Regions from separate parts of the Triticum aestivum genome. Here region 2 is linked to region 1. The links are chromatin contacts, called in public Hi-C maps. All regions are on one chromosome and are shown on one strand. The core of a region is the stretch at or near the end of the contact, and the rest is flanking DNA. Distances in the headings are between cores, read along the strand shown.

Region 1 (2,785 bases), core at 65-2,564:
TATACAATAACAAATCAACAACATTAGATTTATTGTTGAATGTATTTTCACATCGTATAGATTTATTATGATAAATGTCTATATTTTTTTTACAAACTTGGTCAAACTTTACGAAGTTTGATTTCAGTCAACTCTAATATTACTTTGTAGGGCCTTCGTGAGTAATTAATAAAATGGCTGCATGCATCTCCGAGATGCAGAGGCCGGGGGTCACCCTCCTTTTCTAAAAAAATAAAAAATTCAGAAGTAACAAAAAAAAGGGGTTTGGTGGGTCAGTGACTCTGTGAGCCAAGATGCAACACTCTCATTTGATGCTCGTGACGCTCTCTCGTTGTAATCAACAGCCCCAAAGTCAGAGTGATCAGTGAATGGAGCAGCATTTATTCGCAAAAAAAAAAGTGAATGGAGCAGCATTGAAACCCAAAAGGCAGCCTCTACAGCAACCGCGAGAGGAGAGTCAAACGAAGGCGAAGGCGATCGGTCACGGCCACGCAATGCTCTCTTGCTTCCCTGTGATGCAGCGATCGAGTGCCGAGTCTTTTCGTGCTTAGCAGCGATCATGTCTGGAATTCTTTGACGGGTGGTCGGCAGCTCGGCATGGTTAAGGTCGTATTTTGATGGTAGCTCGGGCTATATTCAATCGGTTTGCATGATGGTCGTGTAATATGATAGGCAATTAGTTTTTCTATTTTTTTTTTGTGTCTGCCGGTTGTGGCTTTTCTTTTATCATTCCGCTCTTCTTGAGTCTTTTTGTGGTTCGTTTATTTCAGACTTCATGACTTTTGTTGAACCTATTTCTTTATAATAATAAAGGTGGCCGTATGCATCGTTCTGATGCAGAGGTCGGGGTTATACCCCTTTTTCAAAAAAAAAATGGTCAAGCTCCTACTAGCTACTCTATCCGTTCATAAATATAAGTATTTGTAGAGATTTCACTATAGACTACATAAGCATGATGAGTGAGTTTAGACTCTAAAATGCATTTATATACATCCGTGTGTGCTTCGTAGTGAAATCTCTAAAAAACTTATGTTTAGAAAAGGAGGGAGTACTTTAGCCCCTGACTATTCAAGCGTGCCGATCATTTATGTACAGTTTCCGGTGAAGTCATGCACTCATGCTCTTTAAGCCATGCTTTGGTGTGGCCAGGCCTGGCCACCCGTTGATGCGAGGCCGTGCGTTCGCCCCGTTTGGTAGGTCGGATGCCACCCACGTCGCCAACTTGGCGGCACGATGGATCAGCACAGGACGTCCCACGAGAGTTCTATGCCGGAGATTAGCAGTAGTGGTAGTTCAAGGCGGTCAAAGCCGATCGACAGGGCGCAGCGGGGCGTCGCCGTCGAGACTCGCGTACGTGTCCGTCCGGGGCACCGCGAACAACGAAGCAGTCGTTGCCGTCGGGCCAGCACGGCGCCGGGGAAGGCCAAAAGAACGCTTTTTCCCTTCGCGACAACGAGTCGCCGGTCACCAGCACCCCTCACTCACATGGCTCCCCTTGGGCCGCATTTACCAGATCGGACGAGACAGACGCGACGAGGCGATGATGGAACCACCGGCGACACAAGGTCACAGGTGTCAGCCGAGCGGCCGAGAGGTCGGCTCCTGCCGCTCTGTGGCTCGGCCTCGGCGTACGTCGGTCTCGGAATGGTGTCTTTGGTCAAAACCGGGGGAAAACGCTGGCGCCGATGGACGCCGATGCCGATGCCGATCGCGACCTTGCCACGCCACGTCGCCGGGCTGCTCGATGGATCGTCCCGTCGATGTGCTCTTCCGTGATTACTAGCGGCAGTTTGTTGAGAGCAGGCGCGACAATAAAGCCAGTCAGTGATGTGCACGCTGCCGCTGCGCGTCGCGTCGGCCGGGACGTAGCACGTGGCGTCCCCGGCGGGAGCTGGCCGCGAGCTCAATGATTGAGCTGTGTGCTGCTGTCTAAAAACACCTGACATGAGCACACCTAATGTGCATATATACAGTATTTAGAGGATGTATAGCCGGACTTGGCAAATGCGGCCCTCTACATCCGCGAAGGCCCGGCACGCCCGCGGACACTGACATGGCACTACCTATATTCACGCCTCCACACCGTGTATCTCATATTTCTTTTCCTATATCTCTACCTAATAATAATCTCTACCTCTTTATCTTTATCTTTACCTACTAATAAACCACGCATCGCTTCTGGTGGTACGTCATAAAAACAACCCTCGAAGTTGGCAATAATTACCCACCAATGCCACCCGTAAGTGGCAAAAACGATTCGTTTTTAATTTCTAATATCGCTCCAGGGTTCTGTTATTAAAGGTGGATACGATATAATAGCACCAATACTTGAGCAGCGCGATGGCTGAGTCAATGATGCTCCACATAGGAGACCAGGGTTCGATCCCTGGTTCTCACGCTTTTTCTCTTTCTTTTTACCAAGCGCAGTAATGGGCCAGCCCATGTGCGGGTCGTGGCGCCCCCTGTTTTCTATATCTTTTTTTTATTTCTATTTTGTTTTTCCCTAAAAATAAATTTCGGATTGATGGCGCCCCCTATGTTTTATTTCTTTTTACTTTTTTATTTCTGTTTTGGTTTTTTATCTCAAAATTAATTTCGGATTTCCAAAATATCAAACAATTGCGAGTTCTGAAAAAAAGTAGGAAAATGGTAAACTGTTTGTGAATTTAAAAAATATTCTAAAAATCAAAAAATGTTCACGACTTAAAAAATTGCTCACAAATTATAAACAAATCACGATTTCTAATGATTTCATGAAATAAAAAATGTTCATGATTTTTTTAAA
Region 2 (2,700 bases), core at 172-2,671, 240 kb after region 1:
GTGCCATGTGTGCGGTGGCCTTGGAGTTCGCCACCGCCTTGCCGGCTCCCTCTGGAATGTCGATGACGACGTGGGGCTGGTACGTCGGCGCCGCCTTCTGAAGCGCATCCACCGCCTCCTGCAGGTCGGAGACGCGGGCCGCGAGCTCGGGTTTCCAGGCTTGGATGGCGTCGACCTTGGCGCTGAGATCGCCAATCGACCCTTTGATGTCGGAGCAGAATTCCCCCATCAGTTCCCTCATGAACTTCTTCGCCTCATCGTCCATGGCAAGTCTCTTCTGCTTCTCCCTCCTTGTCTCGATGATGGAGCGAAAAATCAGGGCCAGATCTGCAGCGGATGTGGTGGAAAAATGGCTCTAGATACCAATTGATAGCATCTACTGGTGGAAATCTCACTCAAGTACAAGATTGGGTTCGGGTTACAAGCTCTCAGAGCCGAATAAGAAGGAAGTTGGGAAAGAGGGGAAAAGAAAGCCGCCGCCGCCAGTTCTGGTCCGTCTCTGGATGAACCCTAGCGGAGCTCTTGCTGCGCCTTAAGTAGTCTTCTGCCTGTTGGTGGTTGGGCCGCTAACCCAGTCAGGGTCTGTTACTCGGGTATTGGGCCTCCGGTTACGGACGGGACTGCTTTGTACCCCTTCCTGGCCCTCGCCACTCTGCTCTTGCAGGCCTGTAGTTGGAGTGTTGCTGACATTAAAGTTTGTTATATAGTATGTTTGTGCTCTGTAGTACGCACAGGTCCGTAGATTTGAGGCCACCCGTTGATCAAAGGCCGTTTCGCAGGCCGGATGCCACCCACGTCGCCAACTTGGCGGCACGATGGATCAGCACGGCGCCATCACCGAGTCACTGACAGGGAACGGCATGTGCTCCTTCCTCGACTGTCCATTCCACTTGCGGGCCGCGAGAGCTTCCAAGTTCCAAGCGTTGCATCTTGCTGGATCGGTGGACTGGACGATCGAGTTGTGGTCTTTTCCCTTGACCAAATATGTACTCAGCGATCGATAACTTCAGTAGATGGTCCGACGCAGGGTGAATGCTAGAAGCCTGAAAAATCAGAACCGATCGAGCGGCGATCTCACACACACACAGCAAATTCGGTTCGAGCTCTGCACATGCCGGGGATTGTCAGCAAGCCATAGTCAAAACCGATCGACAGGGACGCAGCGCGGCGTCGCCGTCGAGCCCCGCGTACGTGTCCGTCCGGGCGACCGCCCCCGCGCGCGCCGTGGCCAAGCGAAGCAGTCGTCTCCCCGGGTCGCCGTCGCGTCGCGGTCGGGCCAGCAGCAGCGCCGGACACGGCCAAAAGAACGCTTTTTGCCCCGACACCGAGTCGCCACCGCAACGCGCGCTCACATGGGCTCCCCTTGGCTCCGCCTTCACCGTTCGGGATGAGACGGACGAGACGACGAGGCGGCGATGAAAACAGCACCGGCGGCACAGGTGTCGCGCGCGCGGCCGAGAGGTCGGCTGCCGCCGCTCTGTGGCTCGGCGTACGTCGGTCTCGGCATGGTGTCTTTGGTCAAAACCGGGGAAAACGCTGGCGCCGAAGGACGCCGATGCTGATGCCGATCGCGACCGTGCCACGCCACGTCGCCGGGCTGCTCGATGGATCGTCTCGTCAATGTGCTACTCCGTGATTACTAGCAGCTGTTTTTGCGAGCAGGCGCGACAATTAAGTCAGTCAGTAATGTGCACGCTGCCGCTGCGCGTCGTCTCGGCCGGCACGTACGTGGCGACCCCGCGGGCAAGAGGTGGGAGCTGTCCGAGTTTTTTTTTTTTAGCAACTGATGATTTTTTTTAACACAGTTCAGATGCCGCACATATATACTCTCCTCGTTTCAAAATAGATGACTCAACTTTGTACTAATTTTAATATACTCTCATTATGAACGCACACACAGCCTACCCGAATGAGCATCTTCGAGAGATTGAGCCGTCATATCATCTTAGATTTTACAAAGTCACCGCAGGCACCTCGTAGTCGACATGAACGTCTCCTCCCACTAACGCACATCACCAGAAATGCTGAAATAAATGCAAGAATAAATGCAAGCATATGTCCTTCTAACTATCCAATCACTGAACGCACAGGGAGTACTAATAAAAAGCGAGACGATGAGTAAGTGGGCCTGTGCGTTCTAGAAGCAGGTAGGGCAGTCAAGGAGTTTGTAGGACGATCATACGGACAGACAAGTGTGAAGTCCAACTTAAAAATCGAAGTCCAAGCACGCACGGAAGCATTGATTGAGATTGAAGAGGCCGTGGATACTTTTCCCCCGGTGGACGGACGCCACTCAGCCTGTCCGACACTAACACACAACCAGTTCATCTCTCACCGAAGAAAACTAGTAAGGTACACCTAGAAGTTTAGATGGCCAAAATATGAACAAATATAGACATACCACACTATAACACGTAAACATGTAAGATTGGAGTCATATATGCACATCGTAGATGTAAATTTAATTCTCATAGTTCATCCCATTGAAAATCATATTATAGATATAAAATATTCAAAGATTGTATGTATAATACTACATGAATCTCATGTGAAATATATCGAACATATTGTCTAGGTATCTCGTATTGCAGTTTTTGGTGGCTAGTATCGCTTCTTCAAAGACAAATGAAATTTATGAACGTGTTGGCATAGCCTTGAAAAACAAACATAATAAAGTAAAAGTGAATGGTAATTCTTTTT

The links. Hi-C and Micro-C count contacts between places; a contact is called where the count stands out from the background.
Region 2: a Hi-C map of leaf shows a contact between it and region 1, with 3 times the contacts expected there. The contact joins two enhancer-like sites. A contact is called at or near these places in 2 of 5 Hi-C or Micro-C datasets (both in leaf).

The regions. Positions count from the first base shown.
Region 1 is chr1B:670,793,492-670,796,276 of IWGSC CS RefSeq v2.1, forward strand. No RefSeq gene overlaps it. Among protein-coding and RNA genes, the nearest start is that of LOC123099532, 46 kb to the left of the region's middle. Within about 2 kb of position 1,315, at least 3 of the 8 cell types and tissues checked have an H3K27ac peak or open chromatin away from gene starts, as enhancers often do. A contact at or near this core is called in leaf, where this site is marked.
Region 2 is chr1B:671,035,295-671,037,994 of IWGSC CS RefSeq v2.1, forward strand. No RefSeq gene overlaps it. Among protein-coding and RNA genes, the nearest start is that of LOC123099543, 37 kb to the right of the region's middle. Within about 2 kb of position 1,422, at least 1 of the 8 cell types and tissues checked has an H3K27ac peak or open chromatin away from gene starts, as enhancers often do. A contact at or near this core is called in leaf, where this site is marked.